2 separate regions of the Mus musculus genome follow, and region 2 is linked to region 1. The links are chromatin contacts, called in public promoter capture Hi-C maps. All regions are on one chromosome and are shown on one strand. The core of a region is the stretch at or near the end of the contact, and the rest is flanking DNA. Distances in the headings are between cores, read along the strand shown.

Region 1 (3,500 bases), core at 347-2,846:
CTCCCTTTTTTCCCCTTCCCATCTCTTGGTCCCCCTTTGTCTCCTGCTCTAGATGCACGCATCTTTCCTAAGTCTCTCCATTAGCATCTCTTTCCTCGGCTGCCTCTGAAAATGTCTTTGTGGAGTTTCTGTCTCTCAGGGTCTGTGTTCTGTATGTATGACACACTTGTCAGTAGACTAGCATGTCTAAATTCATATTTTCCAGTGTGTGAGTTTGTGACTTGGGTGCTTGACTGGGCTGACTCTTGGCGACACTAACACTGTCCATGGGACTTGTCTTCTCTGTTGTACAGCTGAGCTCCTTTGTTACTGTCCATGTCTGTTTGTCTGTCATAGTGTGTCTGTCCGTCTGTCCACCCACTGGCCTGCTGGTTCTGGTCTTGTCACTGGTCACTGTCCCTGCCTGATTTGTCCTGTTTTTCCTTTGCAGACCTCCAGAGTGAAGATGGGTGACTAGATGACCTGTATGGGTGGGGCCGTGCCCTACTGTTATTTATTGCTGGTTTTCCTGGGACAGCTGGAGCTGTGTCCCTCAGCCTTTCTGGGGCTTGGTGTTCAGGGTCTCCCCTGCACTCACCTCTTGCTGCCTGTTGACTCTGGAGGCATTGCAGTCCAGACTGAACCCCAGTGTGGGGAGTGGGCTGCTGATGGTGACTGTGTACAGCTGTGCACCTGTGCCCCCCTCAACCCCCATCCAGCCCATCTTCCTAGTGTTTGTGAAATAAACTTGGTATTTGTCCCAGTCAGTGAGGCTTCTGTTGGCCCCTTGCGACACCTTTCACAAAGGAAGGGGAGGACCTGTTCACTCACTCCAACCTCCTGTAACTTTCTGTCTACACATCATCTCTGCTCTGGACCTTGCTGGCTCCTGGGTGGCAGATCAGGGTGCTAGGCTGGCTGTAATGCTGGCACCTCTTCATTGAAGAGTCTGGGCTCTGAGATCCTCCTAGCCCTATGTCTTTGGACCCCTGTGCACTAGACCCAAACTCACTACAGCTAATTCTCCTCTCTGTCGCTATACTCCTGAAACTCCCCGCACCTGGATTTTCCTGGAGAACAGTGTTTTACATTTGATAGTCCAGTATGAACACCTAACCCTTCCAGAAACCTCTTCTATGGTCTTAGTTCCTAGGGCCTTGTTCAGCTCCGCCTATTCCTATACAATTCTTGATTCCAACACCACCCTAAATCTTACCCAACCTGCTTTTACCTAATAAGTCCTTTTCAGTCAACACCTTTAGGGGTCTTACCCAGCAGGCAGCCCTGGTTGGCTGACCTTGACTCATGCTCCCAGGAAAGAGTTGGCAAGGCCCTAACCCTCTGAATTGCCCACTATCCAGACCCCGTCCCAAATACCTGAAGGGCCTTAGCCATCCGGCTCCTGGTCTCTTCCCATCCCTAAAGCAAGCTGATGGAGGAACCTGATGGATTCCTGCGTCCTTCCTGGGTCTCAGGCATCCGCAAACGCACCTCCCCGCTGGCTGGGCCGCGCAGGGCCAACGGCAGGGGCGGGCGGCGGAGCGGCGCGCGGCGCGTGCGGGCGCACTGGAGGCGGGGGCCGCGGGGGCGCGCGCGCGGGCGCGCCGGCCTGGCCTGCCCCTCCGAGGAGCCGTAGCGCGGGAGGGAGGCGGCAGCGCAGTGGTCCGTCGGTCCGCCGGTCCGTGGGTCTGCCGGGCCCCGCCCTGCCTCCCGGGGCGGCTCGGCTCCATGGCCCGCGGCGGCGGCGGGAGGTGGCCCCGGAGCCTCGGGGACCGCTGACCGGGCGGTGGGGCCGGGCCATGGGGGACAGAGCCGTCCACAGCTGCTGGAGCCGGGATCCCTACCCGAGCTGGAGCGGCGCCCCCTGCTGAGCCCCGAGCGCTGCGAGAGAGGAGGGCGCGCGCGGCCCCCCACCCAGGGCCCCGACATTCCAGACCCGGCCCGGCTAGGGGGCCGCCCGCGCGCCGTCACAGATCCCAGCCCAGGACCCGGTGAGCGAGGCACCGGCGCTGCCCCCGGCCTGGCTGCACCCCACCCTACCCCCATCCCGCTAGCCTCCTGGGCTCCGGCGTCCGCCCCCATCCGGCCTCCCTCATTGTCCTCGCTCGCCCCGGCCTTGTGTCTCGCAGAGGCGCTCGGCCCCGGCCCCACTTCCACATCCCCCACTGCATGCACCCCTCCCCAGGGCTCCACACCCACCTGTCCTACTGCCTCCCCCGTCCCGAGGTGCCACGTGTTCAGCCTCCCAGCCCCGCCCAGACGCACCCCTCAGTTTGGTGGCTAGCCTGACCCAGAGCCCCTGCCCTGGAGGGAGGGGTTGGGAATACTTGCACGTGGGTCTGGGTGTATGGCTACGCTTGTATAAGTCCGAGCCGCGGTTTGTTGATATATGTGGCTCCGTATGTTACTGTCACCCCAAGTGTGTCTAGCTCTATATGTAGGTCTCTGTGTGTCCCTTGAGTGTGGATGCCGACTGCTGGTACTAAAGCAGTCTATGTGATTTTGTGACTGTTTGAGATATTCTGCTCTCAGGAGCATGGCCAGAAGTATTTTTTGACCTTTTGGAACTACAGGGGAGACCTGGTTCGAGCAAGGGCACCCCCAGCCCCCACCACCTCTGCCAGTGTATGAACTTTACTCCTCTAGGGTCCAAGTGTACCCCATTTCAGGAATCAGAACTAGCTTTGCTAATCAGGCTCCAGAGCTAGCTAGCTAGCCTGAAATCTTAGGTGAGGGGCTCTCTATTGCTTGCCCCACGGGGTATGCTCTTGCCCCTTGTTCCAGTGGGAAGGACCTGTTTAAACATCTCTCCTTTTTGGGTGGAGGGCACTCTTGAGTGCTGAAGGCTCCTTCTCAGCCTGGTCCTAGTTGGCTAGGCCTGCTTGCTGTTGGGACCTGAGTGCTCAAACTGGCCATGGGTCTAAGTGACTTCCCTTCATGGCCCTCGGAAGGACTAAATGAAGTCATAGTATAAAGAATTCCTTACGTGATGGGCACTCAGTAAGTGATCCATTCTCTAAACCATGTGTCCTGTGTTGAGGATTCTGTCCTGTGATGTTGCTGGTCCCTGGGCCACAGGTGGAGCCTGTGGATAAAAGTGGTTTGGTGCCGAGGTACAGTCCTGGGTAATCAAATTCCCCTGTCTGTACTGTTGTGGGTATGCGTGCACGGAGTTGTACGGTGAGGGTTTATGTGTGTGGTTAGGTGGTTTGAGTGCTGGGGTGTGCCTAGGATAGCAGATACTGAGTTGCCAGCGCCTGTTGGTGTGTTTGCAGGTAGAACACAAACAAGCCCGTGAGTGTCAAGGTGTATGAAAGGTAAGTATGGATAAGGAGCTGGGAATGAGCAGCCAAGTCGGAAGCAGGTGGGGCTCATCACCTGTCCTAGTCTGACCTGTGGGATCTCTCTCTCCCTCTGTTCAGGCTGTCAGCCGGATGCTTGGGCCCATTGGGCGGGCCATTGGCCACTTGCGGGATGAGCAGACTGCTGGGGGGGACGCTGGAGCGGGTCTGCAAGGCTGT
Region 2 (3,500 bases), core at 520-3,019, 380 kb before region 1:
TAGAAATTACCATTAAAAAAAAAAAAGCTTTGCCAAGTTAATAGGCAAAAAATGGCATCTCAATTTAATTTGCATTTCTTTGATTACAAGAGCAGTGGAACATCTTTTCACATTGGCCATTTTTATGCTTTGGCTTTATGTGTTCACACATGCATCCATTCAGTAATTCTTGCATCTGTGTGTCTCGTGTGAATCAGTGGGTTCTAATAGAGCTGTGTGCGGCCCTCCCCTGTAGACAGGAACGCTGGGCCTCATTTGTTCCAACCGGGATCCAGGACATCGTACCCACAGTCCAAGCTAGTGTGGAGCTTTCCCTGTAGCCCAGGATCTCAGAGTCCATTCTGAAGCGTAGACAACCTGAGCCGCTGCTGCTTGGTGTCACTGGGTTGTGCTAGCCCTGCTGTCCGTTCCATTTGGGGACAGGGGGCCAGACAACCAGGTCTGAGCTGAAACCACTGGCTTGGAGGTTCCTTCTGGTCATTTCTGACCTCCAATTTGTGACCCAGGAGAAAGGATTTCACCTGTTGGTGTGAGAGTCATGTACCCTGCCTTGTATTGGAGTGGAGTCTAAAAGACTAGAACTATAATCCCTATCATGGCGGGCAACCTCTGAGGCTCTCCGGCTAGGGAGTAGTCTCCTTGTGAGACTGGAGAGCTGATTCCTCTAAGACATCCCACTGCCCTGTCAACTTTACCCTTTAAAGGGTCTCTCAAGGCCCGGGGAAGAGAACTCACACTTGGCATAGGGTTGCCATTAGAAACGGCCTTCCTGGTCAAGAGTTTCTTTCCATGGATTAGAGGGTGTTCTTTCTTATGTGGTGTTGGGATGGACCCCGGTACTAGACATGGACTTTTATCCCCAGACCTGGGCTTCAGGCTATATGTTGATGCATCTGGGAACTGGAAGATGTCTGATGATGTGTGAGACAGACAGGTCCCTACTACACCAGAGTGGTTGGAATTGTGGGCTTCGTGGGCCCCTCCTGCTCCTGAGATATTGCACCAGCGAGGCAAAAGTGCTGACCTGTCCTGTTGTCTTTGTAACCTTGACCAGCTTAAGGCTTGGCAGAAAGGAATGTCACAGGGGATAAGACCACGGAGAGGCAGCCTAAAGCAACCCTGCCTCATTTCCTCCCTGTTCTTCTGGGGTGGGGGGCAGGAAAGCTGGGGTGCTTGCCTGCAATAGATGAAAAGATGGCTTTTTTTTTTTTTGGAGCTCTGGGGTTGACACGAGGGGAGAGCCAGGGCCATTTTCTATGGAGAGACTACCATAGAATCCTAGTAGTGAGAGATAAACTTGGCTTAGGGGCTGAAAGATAGTGCCTGGTTGCTTTGCTCTCACGTCTCACACACATGTGCCCGCCTGTGCATCAGGAGACAGGTGCTTTGGGGAGTTCCTGGGTAATGCCTGGGGAACCTGGCCCAGGTGCAGGAGCAGTGTGTCTTCAAAAGGGAACCCCAGTATTATACTTCCTTTGGGGCCTTCTGCCCTTCCTCCTACCACCCCAGGCCCAGCTCAGTCCACTCTCACTGCAGCCTCTGGGGACACCACCATTGCCAGGTCCCCCACGAGTCTCCGTACTCTGCCGCTGCTGGTGCAGCTTGTGAGACCTAGCCCACTATGCTGGGATGGCCAGCCGGTGTGCCAACATCCCTGTCAGGGTGCAAGGTGGGGTGTCCAGCACAAGCTGGCTGGGGCTGGGCCTGTCCTGTCCTGGGCTGTGATGAGTACCAGGGCCCTGCCGCCCAGCGTTCCTGTCTGAGTGGTAATTGAAGCCATTAGCGCGCCAGCCTCTCCCTCGCCGGGTAATGGCAGGAAAAGCTCTTCTCGCTCGGCACTCTTGAGGCGGCGGCTGAATCATTCCCCCTCCAACCCGCCCGCTGCCGCCACTGAGACAGGGAATCTGACATTTTCCCTCACAAGGGAGGGGAGGGGTGGGGGAAGGGAGTGAGGCCTTGATTCTGGGCTTTCCCTTCCGAGGTGGAGGGGGATAGTGAGGGTGTTGAGCTCAGTTTGGAGGTCATTAGAGTCCCCAGGGTTTGCAGAGTCCAGGCCAGGCAGAACCATGGTTGGGGAGAACTCCAGGGAGGAGGCTAGACAGCCAAAGCTGTGGTGGAGCCCTAGTGACTGGGTAAGTTCTGGAAGGGACACCGAATGCCCAAAGGAAGATGGGGACAAGAGGCAGTGGAGTAGGACTTGTCCTGGGGGCCGGGCTCAAGGGCTGGATGTTTGTCATTTCGTGCACATAGAAGATGATGTGCTTACAGTGGTGTGAGCATGTGTGAAGGGATGTGTATACCAGCAGTGTGCCTCAGGCAGCTGGGGAGGGGCATGATGTGTAAGCAGGTGGTATGTACTTTAAGGGCTCTGTGCAGTAGTGAGATGTGTGCATGTGCACGCATCTGTGCATGGCAGGTAGTATCTAGGGTGAGTGTGTGTGTGAGTGAGTGTGTGATACGGGTGTACAGCAGGTGGTATTATACCTTAGCTTTGTGAACAGCGAGAGAGTCAGCAGTCTGAGCTGGATGTGTAGGGTCAGTCTGGTGCTGGTGGGACGTCAGGTGCTGTATTCAGATTTGTTGTTTCTGGGGTCCCACAGAACAGCGGACAACAACGAATGCTGGTCAGTGTGGTTGGGGCTAGAGTGTTGTTGTCATCTGCTGCCATCATACTCAGCAGCTCCTCTGTGACCAAGCCAGGAGGAGGGCACACTAGGAGTCCTGACCAAACCTGGCCTTAGGATTTAGGACTTCTTCTGTCTTCTCCACCCCCCACCTACACACTTGTCCTTCTACCTGCTTCCATCTTGGGCTCTGTGTCTGCTAAGTGGGCCAGACTGTACCACCTATGCCACTTGGCTGGATCCAGCTAGAGTGTCTCACATTGCCTAACCTGGAGAGCAGGCAAAAGAGGGCGTTTCAGTTAACACTGGATCGTGGGTTCTGCATTTGCTCTCACCCTCGTGGGTTCTGAGGCTTTAGGGTGACAGATAACTTCTTGCCACACACGCTCGCCCAAGTGTGCGCGCACACTTACACACACAAACACACACCTCCCCCAACACACACATATGATCTTTGGAAGCAGCTCCAGAGGAAAAGACTGATGGTGACCCTGTCCTGAGCTGGGCAGGATGAGTGCTTTCCTAGGGGTCATTTTTCCCTGCCCCACCTTTTTTCCTACCATAAGCCTTTCTATTCCTTTCACTCTCGGTGGAAAGATGAGGGTGAAAGAGCTACTACAGGAAGTCCCAAACCTAGAATTCTAGGCAACCCCTGTTCTCCCCTGGCAGCAGTGACACTGATATACCTCTGGTCCAGTGGCCTTTAGGACGTAACCTCCATTTCCTGTGACCACAACAGATCTCAGGACCATGAAGATATGAAATACTATAGCCAGATTTTGGAGGTTCAGACAGAGATAGTCTTGGGTAGGAAGGCACATCTGGAATGGGGCAGTAGAGTGGGGCAGTAGAGGCAGCTGGAAGGTCAGACACGGG

What was found. Promoter capture Hi-C pulls out the DNA fragments that hold promoters and counts their contacts.
Region 2: a promoter capture Hi-C map of hippocampal neurons shows a contact between it and region 1, with 2.8 times the contacts expected there. The contact joins the enhancer-like site here to the promoter of B4galt2 in region 1. A contact is called at or near these places in 3 of 39 promoter capture datasets (embryonic stem cells, hippocampal neurons and liver), 1 of 484 Hi-C or Micro-C datasets (embryonic stem cells), 6 of 115 datasets of contacts at active chromatin or transcription factors (embryonic stem cells, epiblast stem cells, extraembryonic endoderm stem cells and 2 more) and 3 of 9 other capture datasets (adipose tissue, embryonic stem cells and liver).

Annotation. Positions count from the first base shown.
Region 1 is chr4:117,881,572-117,885,071 of GRCm38.p6, reverse strand. B4galt2 (UDP-Gal:betaGlcNAc beta 1,4- galactosyltransferase, polypeptide 2) reads left to right here and starts at 1,596. Exons shown (of 8, transcript NM_017377.5): 1 at 1,596-1,970; 2 at 3,255-3,296; 3 at 3,402-3,500. The coding sequence starts at 3,454. Atp6v0b (ATPase, H+ transporting, lysosomal V0 subunit B) reads left to right here. Exons shown (of 8, transcript NM_033617.3): 8 at 431-742. The coding sequence ends at 457. It overlaps Gm12841 (predicted gene 12841), which reads right to left and starts at 1,522. Exons shown (of 4, transcript NR_168719.1): 1 at 1,357-1,522.
Region 2 is chr4:118,264,075-118,267,574 of GRCm38.p6, reverse strand. All of the region lies in intron 5 of Ptprf (protein tyrosine phosphatase, receptor type, F), which reads left to right. It overlaps Gm52705 (a long non-coding RNA gene), which reads right to left. Exons shown (of 2, transcript XR_003955267.1): 2 at 38-3,500. Among named protein-coding and RNA genes, the nearest start is that of Gm52705, 5.1 kb to the right of the region's middle. Within about 2 kb of position 1,769, at least 45 of the 459 cell types and tissues checked have an H3K27ac peak or open chromatin away from gene starts, as enhancers often do. A contact at or near this core is called in hippocampal neurons, where this site is marked.